2 separate regions of the Zea mays genome follow, and region 2 is linked to region 1. Evidence: chromatin contacts called from public Hi-C data. All regions are on one chromosome and are shown on one strand. Each heading gives the region's core, a stretch centred on a gene start, on an enhancer-like site or on the middle of the called end of the contact. The rest is flanking DNA. Distances are from core to core; before and after follow the strand shown. Region 1 holds the start of LOC100278925. Region 2 holds the start of LOC103631888.

Region 1 (7,433 bases), core at 3,466-5,965:
CAATGTAACGTAATGAAATTAAAAATGTGAGTTTTGTAACACTTTTAAATTTCAATACACGTTTTAATATAAGAAACCATTCAACATCATTCGTGAACATAAAAATTTAGTATTTACCATCATTCAACATCATTCCCTTCAACATTCAACAAACCAACAACAACACCATTCGTGAACATTCAACAACGTTCAACATCATAAAAATTCAGTTTTTATCATCATTCACCGTCATTCAACAACAACATATGAAGAACACTAAAGGTAAACAGATTGAGACCAACTAAACCAACAGCAACTTCCAAAGCTCCATCATTCAACATCTAGACCATCACCTTCACTTTGACCTCTCTCTCTCTCTCTCCTTGCTTCTTCATCTGGAATAAATGAAATAATTAGCGAATTAAACCAAGATCAAAACTAGCCATGTACATTTCTACAAACAAAATTCTAGTTACCACGTAGCATGTCGACAATGTATTCCCTCCTCAGTGGTTCTGGAAGTGCAAACAACATCCCCATTTGATCTGGCATCCTAACAAACACACCAGCTGCTTTGATAACTTCTGAGCCAGTAAATTCAAGTCTCCGGACCTCATTGATCGCCTTCTCTCTTAGCTTTTGTTGTGGATCCTCATCTCTTGCCTTCTCTTGGTTGGATGCCTCACGATCCATAGCTTGCGCCATTTTTCCAATTGACATGGTGGCAACCTTGAGATCACCACTCACTTCATTGAACACATCAAGAAGCGGGTCACTTGATGAAGTCTTTTTTCCTTTCCACTCTTTCTTCCGCTTCTTGGAGCTAGATGATGTTGAGTCAACAGAACGCCTTGGTGTCTCTACAGATGTCATATCCTCTCCATCCTCTTCATCATTAGCATTTACACGAACTAACTCTTCTTCCAAGTTTTGAACAGCATCTGTCATGTCTTCCGCACCTTCACCTGTGGCCATGTCCTTGGAATATACCATTGAAAGTTCATCATAGTAAGGAAAGGACACTCCATACAACCCTTTTGCATCTGGATTATTCTGTAAAAAACAAAGACACATTATTTTGGGATAGATGAGTATCAAAAAGGAAATAAACATTCCCTCCATATCAGTGCTTGTATAGAAACATCATTTACACTTCTCTAGTTCTATGGCAAGAAAAGATGCCCAATATAAACATAAATGGAAAAACAGAATTTACACTTCTCTAGCTCATCGATCAACAAGAGAGCAGAGGCATGAGGTCCGGCCATCACAAGTTCCAGTGGTCACCGGAACGGCGCCGGCTGCTGCTGGATTCAGAGACTTCAGAGAGAACGGAATCTGGGAGATTCAGAGGGAATGACCATCGCAAATTCGAGATTCAGAGGAAGAACGGCGCTGGCTGCTGCTCGATTCGGAGACTTCAGAGAGAACGGAATCTGGGAGATTTAGAGGGAACGACCATCGCAAATTCGAGATTGAGAGAGAACGAACTCTGGGAGATTTGTTACCTGGACGGCGGCGAAGACCACTGGCTGCCGGCGTCCGAGGAGGAGGAAGGACTGGGTGGCGGCGCGGCACTGGCGTCCGAGGAGGAGGAAGGCTCGAGCGGCGCCGATTCAGGAGATCTTTCAGCGGAACCGCACGACTCGGGCGATTGATTCCGGCTAGGGTTGGAGGGTTTGAGTTTTCTATACGGTGGTATCCCATTCCAATGTATGTGATTCCAATAGAGTCTATAACAAACACATGTAACGTTATCAGATACCCGAAGGAATCCCATACCGTTACAATACGTCGAACCAAACACGTCGCAAGTGTCGAGTGACGCGGCACTCCAGCGGCTCAATTCTAATCCAGCAGCCTGGCAGCAGCCGCCATCGCCCACTCGCCGTCGCACCAACCGCCGCCCCAGTGAAGGGCCCATGCCGCCGTCTCCGTCCGACTCCAGCCCCGACATGGACCCGCGCAGCGGCTACTGCGCGTCGACGAGGACGTTCTACAGCCTGCGCGCGGCGCCGCCTTCGCCGCCGCCGCCGCCGGACGCCCCGCTCTCCTTCCCGGCTTTCGCCCTGTCCTTCCTCCCCACCCCGCTGCCCTCGCCCTTGGCCGCGAGCCGCCCGGCGCTCGTAGACGCTGGCACGGGCGAGTCCGTCCCGCTCCCGGCCTTCCTCTCCAGGCTGCGCGCGCTCGCCGCCGCGCTCCGCGCCCGGCTCCGCCTCGGCCCGGGCGACGTCGCGTTCGTGCTCGCGCCCGCGGGCGTCCACGTCCCCGTGCTCTACTACGCGCTCATGTCCGTGGGCGCCGTCGCGTCCCCGGCCGACCCGTCCCTACCCGCCGCCGAGGTCTCCCGCCTGCTCGCGCTCTCCGACCCGCGCGTCGCCTTCGCCGTCGCGGGCACCAGGGGCAAGCTCCCTCCCGGGCTCCCCACCGTGCTGCTCGACTCGCCGACGTTCCTCTCGTTCCTGCACGAGCCCGAGGACGCGGCGGTGGTCCGGCAGTCGGACCCGGTGGTGGTCCGGCAGTCGGACCCGGCGGCGGTGCTGTACTCGTCCGGGACCACGGGGCGCGCCAAGGCGGTCGTGCTGACCCACGGCAACCTCATGGCCAGCAACGTGACGCGGGCGCCCGCGGCCGGGGAGACCCTCATGCTCGCCGTGCCCCTCTTCCACGTGTACGGCTTCACCTTCTGCCTGAGGGCGGCGTCGGCGGCGCACACGCTGGTGCTGCCCGCGGCCAGGAGGAGGTTCGACGCCGCGGCGGTCCTGGGCGCGGTGGAGAGGTTCGAAGTGACGCGCCTGGCGCTGGCGCCACCCGCGCTGCTCGCCATCGTGCGCGCCGCCGAGGAGGACGCGGCGGCGCCTGCCCGCGCAGCCTCGCTGCAGGCTGTGAGGTGCGGCGGCGCCCCCGTCGCGGCTGACCTCATCGCGCGCTTCTCGCGCGTGTTCCCCGGCGTAAGCCTCGCGCAGGTTGGTCAAGTCCCAATGCCTCTGTCTCTCTCGGTTCTTGTTCCGTTGTGTGTGTGTGTGTGTTCATCGTAGCAAGCGTGGTTGGCAACAGGGGTACGGCCTCACGGAGACTACAGCCGGATTCTGCCGCGCCGTCGGGGAGGAGGAAAGCGCGCGAGTGGGATCCGTGGGGCGTCTCTCATGGGGCGCCCAGGTGAAGGTCGTTGATCCGGAGACGGGGGCAGCCCTGCCTCCTGGCGTGGCAGGGGAGCTTTGGGTCCGAGGCCCTTTCGTGATGAAAGGTAGGTGAGGTCAGGCCACCATGCAATGCTGTCCGTGAGCTGAGCTCGATCAGTAAGTAACAAACAGTGCTCTGTAGCGTAGCGTAGGTTACCTTGGCGACGACGATTCCACGTCTGAGATCTTGGACAGCCAAGGATGGCTGAGGACAGGAGATCTCTGCTACATCGACCAGGATGGATTCGTCTTCATCGTAGACCGTCTCAAGGAGTTGATCAAGTACAAAGGCTACCAGGTTAGTAATGGTATAGTAACTATCTTCTGCTGCTGTTGCTAGAAAGTTACGACAGCTTTGCCTTGTCTTCTCTGAATCCTTGTCTGTTTCATTCAGGTGCCTCCTGCAGAGCTCGAAAACCTGCTGCAGACACACCCTGACATTGATGAAGCCGCAGTTGTCCCGTAAGAGCGCGCGCGCGCGCACACACACACACACAGAAAAAGCATGAGAAATCAGCTAGCTAATGCCATGTTCATGCTAGCTAACTCATCTTACATGTATGACGATACAGATACCGTAGTGACGAGGATGGTGGGGAGTTGCCGGTAGCGTTCATCGTCAGACGCCCAGGAAGCCACCACTTGCAGGAATCACACATCAAAGACTTCGTCGCCAAACAGGTTTGTTTAATTTGGCCGCTGGCTCAACAGCCAACACAACACAACACAATTTTGCTGCTGCTGCTGCTTCTTCTTCTTCTTCTGGTGAGTCGCTTCATCAGCTATGATAATAACCACTCGTCGTCATGCAGGTCGCGCACTACAAGCGGATCCACCATGTTTTCCTTGTGGATTCGATACCGAAGAACGCGTCGGGCAAGATTTTACGCAGGGACCTGGCCAAGCTAGCGTCGCGGCGCATTAGCTCCAAGCTATAGGTCAATAGGTGCATTGTATGTGTGACGTCCATTTCTTTCCTTCTCTTGTTGCAATGTACTAGCAGACACTGTCAGACTTGTAGTTATTACCATACCGGTTTATTTAATCAAGACATGGAGAGTAATCGTGTAGCCTCTCAACAAGAAAAAAGATAAGTACACAGTACTGGCTTGGCAAACCATCTGCACTATACCAGAAAAGACTGGATAACATTCGTCATATCTACCTGAACTGCTGAACGACACCAAAATCTTCTGCAGCTGATAGACAGATGGGGTTGTTCGTTCCCCAATGTTCATGAGAAGGCGATAAATATTCGAGAATGGATAAATATTCGAGAATGAATGTAGTAGTTTTTAAATAGAATCTATTTGTTATATAAGCTATGCCACATTACCACCAGCAGTTACAGTCATGCCTTCAGATGCAATATAAGTTCAGTGCTGACCGGCAATTTCAACACCTTAACTTATCACCAGTGTTGTAGCATGCGCGTTGGAATTGGAAGAGAGAAAGAGAGATGAGATTCTTTCCACCCCCCCCCCCCCCCCCCCCCCCCCCCCAACTTGGGCCTTTGTCGATCCAAATCAAAGTCCAAGTGGGAAACGGTTTGGGACAACCCAGGCCTGGTTCGGCCCGGCCTTCCCGATTTAGTACAACGTCTCCTGTGTCCTCTCGCGCGCCGCGCCGCCCCTCAGGCCGAGACTCCCCTCAGGCCCCAGCTCTCGCTCTCCGGTCTCCACCGCCGCTCCGGTGCTCCCTTCCGGGATTCCCCTCCGGCGAGCTTGCTCAGCTCCGCTCCAGGTGAGTCGGTGCGCGACCCCTCCCCTCCTCAGGTCGATTCCCACTCCCCTCCACCTGCGGATTCCCATGGCGCAAGGACGTGGTTCGCTGATCCGCTTGCCGGATCTACGCCCTTCGCTCCATCCGGTTAATTGTAGCCTTTTGTACCCAGGCCGCGCGGCGCTGCCGTAGGTTCGATACCCTGCTGTACTTGTCACTGGGATAGATTGCGGTGGTTTTACGCCTCATTGGATATTCCCAAATGGTTATGGACCCTACTAGAGGCCTGCGATTAATAGCGACTAATCGTCCGATTAGTTTAGGAACGATCAGCCTGGCTGGCTGGATTGAAATTTCGGCCCAGTGGCCCACTTCACTTGCCCAGCGGCCCAGCCCAGCTTCCCTTTTCCCGATTCCCACCACGTGAGCAGAAGCTGCACAACCAAGAGGCAAGAGCCAACAGAGCGCAGAAGCTGCACAACCAAGAGGTAAGAGCCAACCGAGCAACGAACGCCCAGGCACACACGAGACACGACACGAACCAGGCAACCAGCTGCCGAGGGAGGAACCCTAGCGGAACACTGTGCAGGTGACGGCGGCGCGCTACCGGTGACGGGGGATACGGCGGCATCGTCCCCCTCGGCCCCTCCTCCATCCCCGGCGCGGCGGCGCCAGCAGCCGGCCTGCAGGTACGGTCTCCAGTCTCCAGAATCCAGATTCAGAGCTTGTCCCTGTTTTCTGGTGTGCTCTGTTGTGCTGTAGCCTGTAGGTACGGGCGTTTGGCTGTTGGCCTGTTGCTGCCCATGTCCATGTTTGTTGGTTTTCAGTTTTACTTAGATGCTGAAAGCCTGAAACCTTCCAGTGATTATTTGCTTCATGTTGTAGTATGGCTGTTGGCCTGTTGCTGCCCGTGTCCATGGGCATATCACGTATGGCTGTTTGCCTTGTCGAAAGCCTGAACCTGAAGCCATGTCCATGGGCGTGTAGTTATATATATGAAGGTTGATCGGTTCCTATAGCCCTGGACGATCAGGATGTCTGATTGACCAATCAGAGCCCGGTTAATCGGGCTGGTCATCGACTAATCGTGATTAGTCGGCTGATCGCCCCTCTGGCGATCAGGAGCGATCAGCCGATCTGAAAACATTGCGATCTCCCTATGCCGATCTCCCTCCGGCTCTGAAATTTAATACTGCAGCAAGGTCCAAACTCAGCCTGGGTGATTCCAACTCAGCTTGGAATCACAATTTAGCGTGGGTGATTCCAAACTCGACCTGGGTGGTTAATCGCTTTACCAACCATCCGTGAGTACAATAACTACTTGCAAGACAGGTATAATTTTGAAGTCACTTGGTTCAGACTTAAAGTTGCTTTGCAGTAATCAGTATGCAGTTGGGATGGCCCATTTCATCTCAACATCATTGTTATTCCAATAGCGGCAATTTTGCATGATCAGTCTGCTGAGTGGCGACTTTTCAAACTGTGACGGTCATCAGTATCCGGAAGGGGAGGATGGCGTCGGCGAAGTAAGAACAGCCGGCGGCGCTGTGCCAAGCTGTGCTCAGCTCAAAGAAATAGCCAGTCTCGGTCTCCAGTTCTCGTCTCCAGTCAAGGTGATAAAAAAAGACATGGGTAGAACGGTCCGTGAGGCTTACTGGCCTGAGGAAAGGAAACACAAAACATTTAAAATGAAGATAAGGACCAAAAACACCTAGAATGAAAAATCCGTGAGCCATGGTGTCAATTTCTAAAAGGATGATGAATTGGATCCTTTATGTTGAGAGGCAGCCGAATTGAGACGTGTATACTGAAATTTCTCCCTTGAGCATCGATGTACATAAAAAATGCTTTTTGTATGATTTAGTGTTACGTCGAGATCATGGATGCATCACTTTTCTGCTGCTCCTTGGGTCCTCATGTAATTGGGCATCTACTGTGTGGCAACATTTTTGTATGACTGAATGGTTTCCCCACCTCTTTATCTCTGAAGATTTCCACGTCGTCCATGGCGCTCGTCGTGATGTGTGGGCAGCCGTGCAGCGGTAAAACAGCAGCCGCCGCTTGCCTTGCTGTGGCGCTGCACTCCTCCTCGCCTGACCTTACAGTCCGAATCATCGATGAGTCATCCCTCCATCTCAGGCGCAACGATAGCTACAAAGGTATTTGACTATTTGTTGTTGTTACATTTTTTAGTTAGCTAGTTTTGGACTTGTGCTTTGACCCTGTGATGAGCTTGTTTCTTTCTTGTTGTCTTTGGTTGTCCCTTGTTAGATATGGTTGTGGAGAAAAACTTGAGAGGGCTTCTTAGATCAGAAGTTGACAGGTCTGTGTCACGCGACAGCATAATTATTGTCGACTCGTTGAATAATATTAAGGTGAGGGTAGTATCAAGTTCTTCATCCTATTTTTTATTTGTCCTATTTATTTCTTCATTCTATTAGTTGTGATATAAAATAGATTCTGCAATTTCCCTTACATCATTGTACAGTTACGATGCCTCAAATGCATTATGGTCTTGCAAAGTTGCAATATTATTGCGTACCTGTGTCT
Region 2 (7,433 bases), core at 2,760-5,259, 160 kb before region 1:
CTTTTTGGGATGCAGGCATAGCAGGAAACCCTGGACAAAGTTTATTAATGCAGACAACCAACACCTAGTGTCTCATGAGGTGTTTGCTAGTGCCACTGCATTTTAAATAGACCTAACTACCAATTGGTAGTGCTTAACTCTAACAGGATTCCTTTGTATATATCTGTAGGCCATAGATTTCCTCGACAAGCTTTTGCGTTATGATCATCAGGACAGGCTTACTGCACGTGAAGCTATGGTAAGTTTCCCTGTGCTTAATTTTGGTGGCATGTAATTTGGCAGCGCAAAGTACACTGGCTTTTCTCACTATTGCTAAATATTTGGCGTAAAGTATACTCCTAGATTTTACTAGTGGGTATCTCTATCTCTGAAAAAAAGGTAACTCGAGTCACCATATCCTGATTGTTGTGCATGCTGTTCTGTTTAAGCAACGTTTCAGAAGTAGAGTTTTTTTTTTAATAAAAAAATCTATGATGAAAGGTTTTAGATTGTACTTATTTGGAGGTCTAGATTGCAATGCCTTGCCTTAGGCCCCGTTTGGTTTGAGGGACTAAAGATTAGTCCCTCCATTTTAGTCTCATTTAGTTCCTAAATTACCAAACGGTAGGACTAAAACATGGACTAAACTGCTTTAGTCCCTAATCCCTCAAGATGTGGCTAAAAGGGACTAAACTATATTAATTCTATATTTGCCACTCATTTAGTTCAATTGTACTAATAGCATGTGAATGTTAAAGGCCATTTTAGTCCCTATAACCAAACATGTTATGGACTAAACTTTAGTCCCCTAACTAAACTTTAGTCCTTAGACTAAAGAAACCAAACATGACCTTATTCTCTTGACGCTTTTATATTCTTGCAGACACACCCATACTTCCAACAAGTGAGGGCTGCAGAGAACAGCAGGACGCGGGCATGAGAGGCCAAAGACCAAAGAGGCAAAGACTGGTGCTAACCGTGGATCAGATCATCTGCTCTTGGTGGAGCCATGCTCTTACCAGTGATGAATAGTGGTTTGGGGGTTTACTTGGCAAAAACAAACAGTAGCTATGGCGCCTGTTGTACCCTTAACCGCGTCGAGACGTGACTGAATTACTCAGGTCATCGGCTTGTGGGACGTGATTGCGAACGAGATTATTCATGTAAGATGTTTGTCATAAAAGGTCGTCGTTGGCTGATTGTGCTGTTTGTATTGTTGAGCTAGTAAAGAATATCCAAAATTTGTTTGGACTTCATCGAGCTCTCCAGGTTTATTTTCTCGTAATCTCTATGGAAATTACCGTTACTAGAGATAAATGGCATCCTTGCAATGTCCCAAATTCTCACCGAAGAACACAAGGAAAAGAGAAGAAAATATTGAGCAAGCACAGCACAGGCAGGCAGCATGAATCCACACAGAACCAATGGTTTTTAGCACAGCAGGCTGACAGCCAAGGGTTACAGTACATAATCAGACGGGGCAACACGAACGAAGCAGCCGCATCAGCAGCAGCCTAGAACCCATTAATTGACACACAGCGTATATATATATATGTAGTACTTGTCTTTTAGCTGAGCAGAGCATATGCTTCTGCTGCTTACTAGTTCTTGAGGTGGGGGAAGCACTGGTAGAGGTCGTTCTTGGGATGCCTCGCCTCCGCATGTTCTTTGCACTTGGCCTCGGAGGTGGTGCAGATGAAGGTCTGCATGCAGATCTTGCACTGCATTCAGATGGAATTATCAAAAGGTTAGTGCATTTTTGGCCAATGGGAGGCATCAACCTCTGTGCTCGGCGGTTAATGCTTAATTGAAAAGGTAGTAGTACTCTTGAATTACACTGCTAACTAGAGCTTTTGTAGGTACATACATACGGCAATGACTGCTATACAAGCAGTTCTTCGGCAATGACTGCTATACAAGCAGTTCTTCTGTTCAAGCGTGTAAGCAAACCATCTGATACATTAGATCGTGATACAACCGTAGATCATATCTAACACTTAAACACTTCCACCACCAGCTCAATAATTTTTATAAAAAAAACCTAACAAACCATAGTTGTATCTATGGATCAGATGTTGCATGTGTAACAGAAGAACTGTCGTTGCCCATACATATATAAAGCAGTATAAGGTTTGATTTGGTGATTCGGGATCCACCACCAAATCAACCCTAAAACTAGAGGCATAGCCATGGTTGACAATTAGGGTTCGAGAATCGCGCCGTGGCTGGATCTGCCGAATCCAGACGGAGTAGCCTGAAACCCAAGCGAATCTGGGAAAACCCCCAAAATCTCGACAGGAACACAGGGCAAGCAAGAGGAGGAAGATACCTGGATGTTCATGGCCTTCTTGTTGGCCTCCAGCTGGCTGCCTGCAAGCAAATACAGAGCGGAAATACGAGACGGTGAGCAAAGGGCGGCGGCTGGGGCGGGCGGGGGACATGCATCGGTCGGGTACTTGCCTTTGCCGCCCTTGTTCTTCTCGGCGTTCCTCTCGCGCGCCATCTTGGACTTCTGGGCGTTGCCGCCGCCCATGGCCGCTGAATCCTGCGATGGAAGAGGCGAAGATAGAGACGAGAGGAGCGGGGGCGTGGTAGTGCGGGCGGCGGACCGACGCCAGCCAACGCGTCCCTTTTATTTATGCAACAAGTCCTTCGTCCCTTACTTTTAATTATTAGAAAAAAAATCGCATTTGGATTGGATATGGATGGACACACGAGGGCCCAAAGAAAAGAAAAAGAAAAAGGAGGGGGCGGGGCAGGTGGGCGTTGGGCGTTTTGCCGATTAACGAATGCGGCCCAGGCCGTAACAAATGCGGCGGCCCACGGATCTGTCTCCTCACAGCCAGGCTGACCAAGCCAACAATGCAGTCATGATGAACTCGTGATTAATAAATTAGTTAGTTCCACATATATATATATATATATATTTATATCAAAAAAACGTCCATGCATAGTGATGTTGGATGGCGACAATGTACGTGGCTGTACTAAAATACACAGAAGACAGTGACATCTTGACTCTTGAGCATGCATGCATCGCATAGTATCATCGTCACGCGAGCGAATCCGTACGTTCTTTCCTGGGGGATATGGAGCGAGCACGTACATACTGCAGTTCGTCTCCTCCAGTTCAGTCTGCTGATCGACGCGACGGCGTACAGAGAGAGAGAGAGAGGGGAATCCCGTGAGCTAGCTGAATGCGTGTGTTTAATTTAAATCAATCAATCAATGACGATTCTATTGCATTGGTAACAGACCTTCAGGTGGGGTGGCAACCCATCTGAGCTGCAGGTGGATGACGCCGGAGTCGACGTTCCGGAGCCTGAGGAGGAGGTCCTGCACGACGTGGCCCTTGTCCCAGATGATGTGGCTCTCGTCGGCGAGGCAGCTTCCCGTGCCGCCGGGGCGGACGGTGCGGACGACGGTGCCGCTGCGGATGTCCTCCAGGTCCATCTGCACGATCTGCGCCAGCGCCTCCACGTCGAACTCCGCGTCCCCCATCATGTCGTCCTTGCTGAACGTGTCCTTGTCGAAGACCTCTAGCTTGATGGGCGCCGACGCGTCCATGACGGCCAAGGTGAGGTCCTCGTTCCACAACGGGTTCACCGTCTTCTTCATCACGCTCGTCTTCAGTTTCTGGACGGGTCACCGCACCGGACGAGACGATGCATATATATGGTGACGACGACGACAAACCAAGAAGCACAGCACAGGCAAGAACGAATCAGAGCAGCAGCTAACCTGTCCATCCAGGCTGAGCACGACGTAGGGGTCGCTGCCCTTGGCGTCGCAGCTGACGAGGTCGATCCCGCGCAGGACGCGCACGCACAGGAAGCCTCCTGGCAGCGAAGACATCACCTGCTCTGCCTCGCTCAAGTCTCCACCTCTTCTTCTTCAATTATTCACCACCCAAGGCGATCCACGACCTGCCTGCCGCTGCTCTTGTCAGCGCAGAGCACGCACCTAGTCCGTTCTCTGTGATTCTTCAGTTGCTGCTTGTGGCCATGCATGCATGGCTTATTGGCGGCCGGTCTTTTGTTGACGACGGTCTCGACGACATCTGGCGGAGCCCTGGCCTCTGGCTATACATGGAATGGCTCCTTTCACCGTCTGTTCTGGGACTGGGACATGCATGTTAGGATTTATGGGCTTGGCCTAATTAAGAATTTCTAATAAATTCCAGGAAAATCTCAAAAGCCCATATAAGTGGATGGCAAAGGGATAGGTGGAACCAATAGCACCATATTGCTAGCTCTTGTGGAGTAGAGCTAACTTAAATATGGAAGCCACACTCACTCACCAAGTCATGGATGAGAGGAGAGAGTGTGGAGAGCCACACGCGCGCGCGCGCTCGCTCGCCTGGGCGGGGCGAAGGGCGCGGGCGCACGACATGCGCGTGAATGGTCCGCCGAAATCCGGCCCCTCGCCTTGCGGGGGCGCGGCTACCTTTTGCCGTTTGATTTTTTTGGTTTCTTGGCTGTTACGCTTATCCTAACCGATCGCTACAAAATCTCAACTGATTGCGAGATTTTCGTGGGTGGATAAGCACGGGGTCACGGACTCGGCCCTATAAAAGGAGCCCGGCAGCCAGCCTCCATATCATCCCCAGATCCCAGTTCGCTTTCGCCTCTCTTCATAGCTGAGCCGCCTTTTAGTTCCCTTCGTCCCGACCGCAGAGGTGCATCTGCGATCAGGAGAGCAGGTCTCCGGAACCCTTCGTCTTCTAGATCCTGCACCGGGAGAGGGCGAATAAGGTTTTTGGGAAGCGTCTTCACGCGACTGCTCGTGATCTTCTGACATCGTCGACCCAGCTGATCCTGGCGCGCGCCAACTATCAGTAAGTATAATCAGTACGCATCATCTGATTTGGCTTGTTATTTCAGTTCTTCTGATTTGGTCATGATTTATATTCGGAATTTAAACTGGAATTTGTCTAATTATTCAACAATGCATGCATGTTTCAGTTTCTTCAGAGTTTTCTTCCCCTTCTTTGCTGGCTCTTCTGCCTGCCCTGTTTTGTCTTTTTTTTTTCTCGTGCGCGTTGCAGCATAGCCTGTGCTATTTTTGGAGAAGAGTAAATGGATTAAATAATGTTATGAAAATCTGAAAAAATTACTTGATCCACAACATATAAGGGGATATGGACTATTTTTAGGGCTCGTTTGGCAACGCTCCAGCTCCTGCTTCTTTAGCTCCAGATCCTGATCCTCGTAAGGAGCTAATCCTCCTGATTCTCATAGAGAATCAGAATCATTTTTAAAACCGTTTGACAAGTAAACTGATTCTTGTCTTCTGAAAGTTGGTGGTCTGTGGCGATTGTCTGTTTTACCCTTTGCAGTTTAACTTTGTTACAAACCAATAAGTAGGATGCATATACGAAAAAAATTATGAAACAATAACATATAAAATATTCCCATCATAGTAGTGCATAAAATGATCTCAAATGTTTAATCCATAAATCGGCTCGTTATGTTTTTGTCCAATGGCAATTGCGGGTAATTTCGATGAAACTTTAAGGGGAGGTCCATATTTGGTTGGTTGAGGAGCTGTTTTAAGGGAGGGTGGAGCAGGTTTTTTTAGATCCCACCTTTCTTCACAAAAACGACTCCCGATCTTTCGGCTCCACACGAGAATCAGTTTAAAAAAATACCCGTTTGGCACGGCTCCTCCAGATCCTCGCTTAGAATCAGGAGCTGGAGCTGTGCCAAACTGGCCCTTAGTCTCTCCATTTTATTCTCTAAATTATAGTACCTAAACAATCCCAGCTTCTGGGATTCTGGCCCAAGCATAACTGGAGACGGGAAAGCCGAAGAAGAAGCGTGGGTCTGGGCCTCAGTTTCTCTCTCGTGGCCCAGCTCCGCAACTCGGTACGGGCCGTGCATCGCCAGGAGGAGGGCTGTGGGCTTCGATATATACGATCCATATCTTCATTTGCTCCTCAAAACATATGGCTCGAGCCCCCCTCCTGTATTTGTTGATTTCAACACTTATGTTCTGTTCATTCTAACTTTCATCTTAAAAAAAAGTATGCGGACTACGCGCCACTTTTCATGATTTATTTATTATCTATTTGATGTTGTTCGCATCGCTTTGTTCTGGACCACTACGTGCATTGACTTTGCGTGAACGTATGTTTGGTTCCTGCACGTGAAAGACACGGGCTGCACGAGTCGATGCAAAACAAGCCATTTGGAGGCCAATTGCCTGCATCCGCTCGTACCTCCAAAGCGCTTGTATCCGACCAGCCAGAGGCTCGAACGATCGTGCTTGTGCAGCCACGAACACAGGAACCAATCAACCAGTATATGAACCGCTCCATCTATTTTGTACCATGTCGTTTTATTTCAACGAAATCCTATTTTTAGACAAGTTAAATAGAAAACATGCAACTTTTTTAGATAACGGAAACAAATGGAAAAACAGCAAAACAACACCATAAACAAAAAGGAAGCGTCCACTTAAAGAACGCGTCAACGAATCAAGTGCACTCTAATCTAGCATACCTGACCATGAATTTATTCGGCACTGCGCATGTTGTAGCATGCAATAAATGTGTCAATTAAAGCATCAAAGTGCTCAACTGATGCTTCAATTGGTGCACAAGCCTTAGAGCACCTCCAACAGACTCAGTAATTATCCTTCGCTCGTCAAAAAAAAAACCATGTGAAAACCATAACCAACAGTCTCGCCATCTTCCTCGCTTATCCATCCCCCTCATCATCCTGCTGCCTTCGCTAGGTATCTTTGCCGAGCGCTCGCCGCTCGTCATCTCTCGCCCTTTCGCGTGCCATCTCGCCCTCCCGCTCCCGCGTCCCCCGCCCCCGAGCCCTCACGCTCCTGCTCCTGCGCGTACAGCCTGCGCCGTCGTCCCATACTTCCTGCGCCGCTGCCTGCAACTTGCGCCGCGTAAAGCCCGCGCTGTCGCATTTTTTTCCTCGCCCCTCTTTCGTCCATGTACAGGCCGCCATGTCCTCATGCAATGGAGGTTTGGGAAAGTCTTCATACTTCTCCATTTGCGGCAGGAAGAATGCAACGAGGTGCAGGTCAGATGAAGGAAGAGTTGGATGTATCTGGTGTGGGATCGATGCGACGTCAGGTGATTCCTGTCACAAGCTTCGACGACCGGATGTCAGAGGATGTGCCCAATGCTACACAATGCGACAGTGAGGACACATACACCAGTGAGATGCTTGTTGTGACGGAACCTCCCAAGTCATTAGGCCCACCTACAGTTGTCCTTGTCCAACGGACCTCAGACAACCCTGTAGGTGCCCCTGAATCACTTGACAAGTTCGGTATCTGCTTTTCTTATCTTTCCCAAGAGCGTTTCACCCGTCACGCAGACATTACAAGCATCGGAGTTACGAGAATGCGGAAGCAATTATATGAACTTACCTTTATTTTAAAAGTAAGACAAAGTTATATATTACAGACCAAGATATAACCTATGAGTG

What was found. Hi-C and Micro-C count contacts between places; a contact is called where the count stands out from the background.
Region 2: a Hi-C map of ear shows a contact between it and region 1, with 1.9 times the contacts expected there. The contact joins the promoter of LOC103631888 here to the promoter of LOC100278925 in region 1. A contact is called at or near these places in 2 of 25 Hi-C or Micro-C datasets (ear and tassel).

What each region holds. Positions count from the first base shown.
Region 1 is chr7:2,046,584-2,054,016 of Zm-B73-REFERENCE-NAM-5.0, reverse strand. LOC100278925 reads left to right here and starts at 4,715. Exons shown (of 10, transcript NM_001407566.1): 1 at 4,715-4,904; 2 at 6,874-7,042; 3 at 7,155-7,258. The coding sequence starts at 6,889. LOC100273193 (4-coumarate--CoA ligase-like 5) reads left to right here and starts at 2,079. Exons shown (of 6, transcript NM_001147637.1): 1 at 2,079-2,945; 2 at 3,037-3,226; 3 at 3,314-3,459; 4 at 3,556-3,623; 5 at 3,734-3,842; 6 at 3,974-4,296. The coding sequence starts at 2,268. The coding sequence ends at 4,099. It overlaps LOC103631881, which reads right to left and starts at 1,719. Exons shown (of 3, transcript XM_008653718.4): 1 at 1,488-1,719; 2 at 456-1,032; 3 at 161-374. The coding sequence starts at 972. The coding sequence ends at 310.
Region 2 is chr7:2,210,569-2,218,001 of Zm-B73-REFERENCE-NAM-5.0, reverse strand. LOC103631888 reads right to left here and starts at 4,009. Exons shown (of 3, transcript XM_008653724.2): 1 at 3,721-4,009; 2 at 3,237-3,615; 3 at 2,848-3,117. The coding sequence starts at 3,834. The coding sequence ends at 3,110. LOC100275971 reads right to left here and starts at 2,617. Exons shown (of 3, transcript NM_001348155.1): 1 at 2,440-2,617; 2 at 2,309-2,349; 3 at 1,346-1,700. The coding sequence starts at 2,512. The coding sequence ends at 1,581. It overlaps LOC541825 (protein kinase CK2 catalytic subunit CK2 alpha-3), which reads left to right. Exons shown (of 10, transcript NM_001111506.2): 8 at 16-79; 9 at 170-238; 10 at 863-1,282. The coding sequence ends at 919.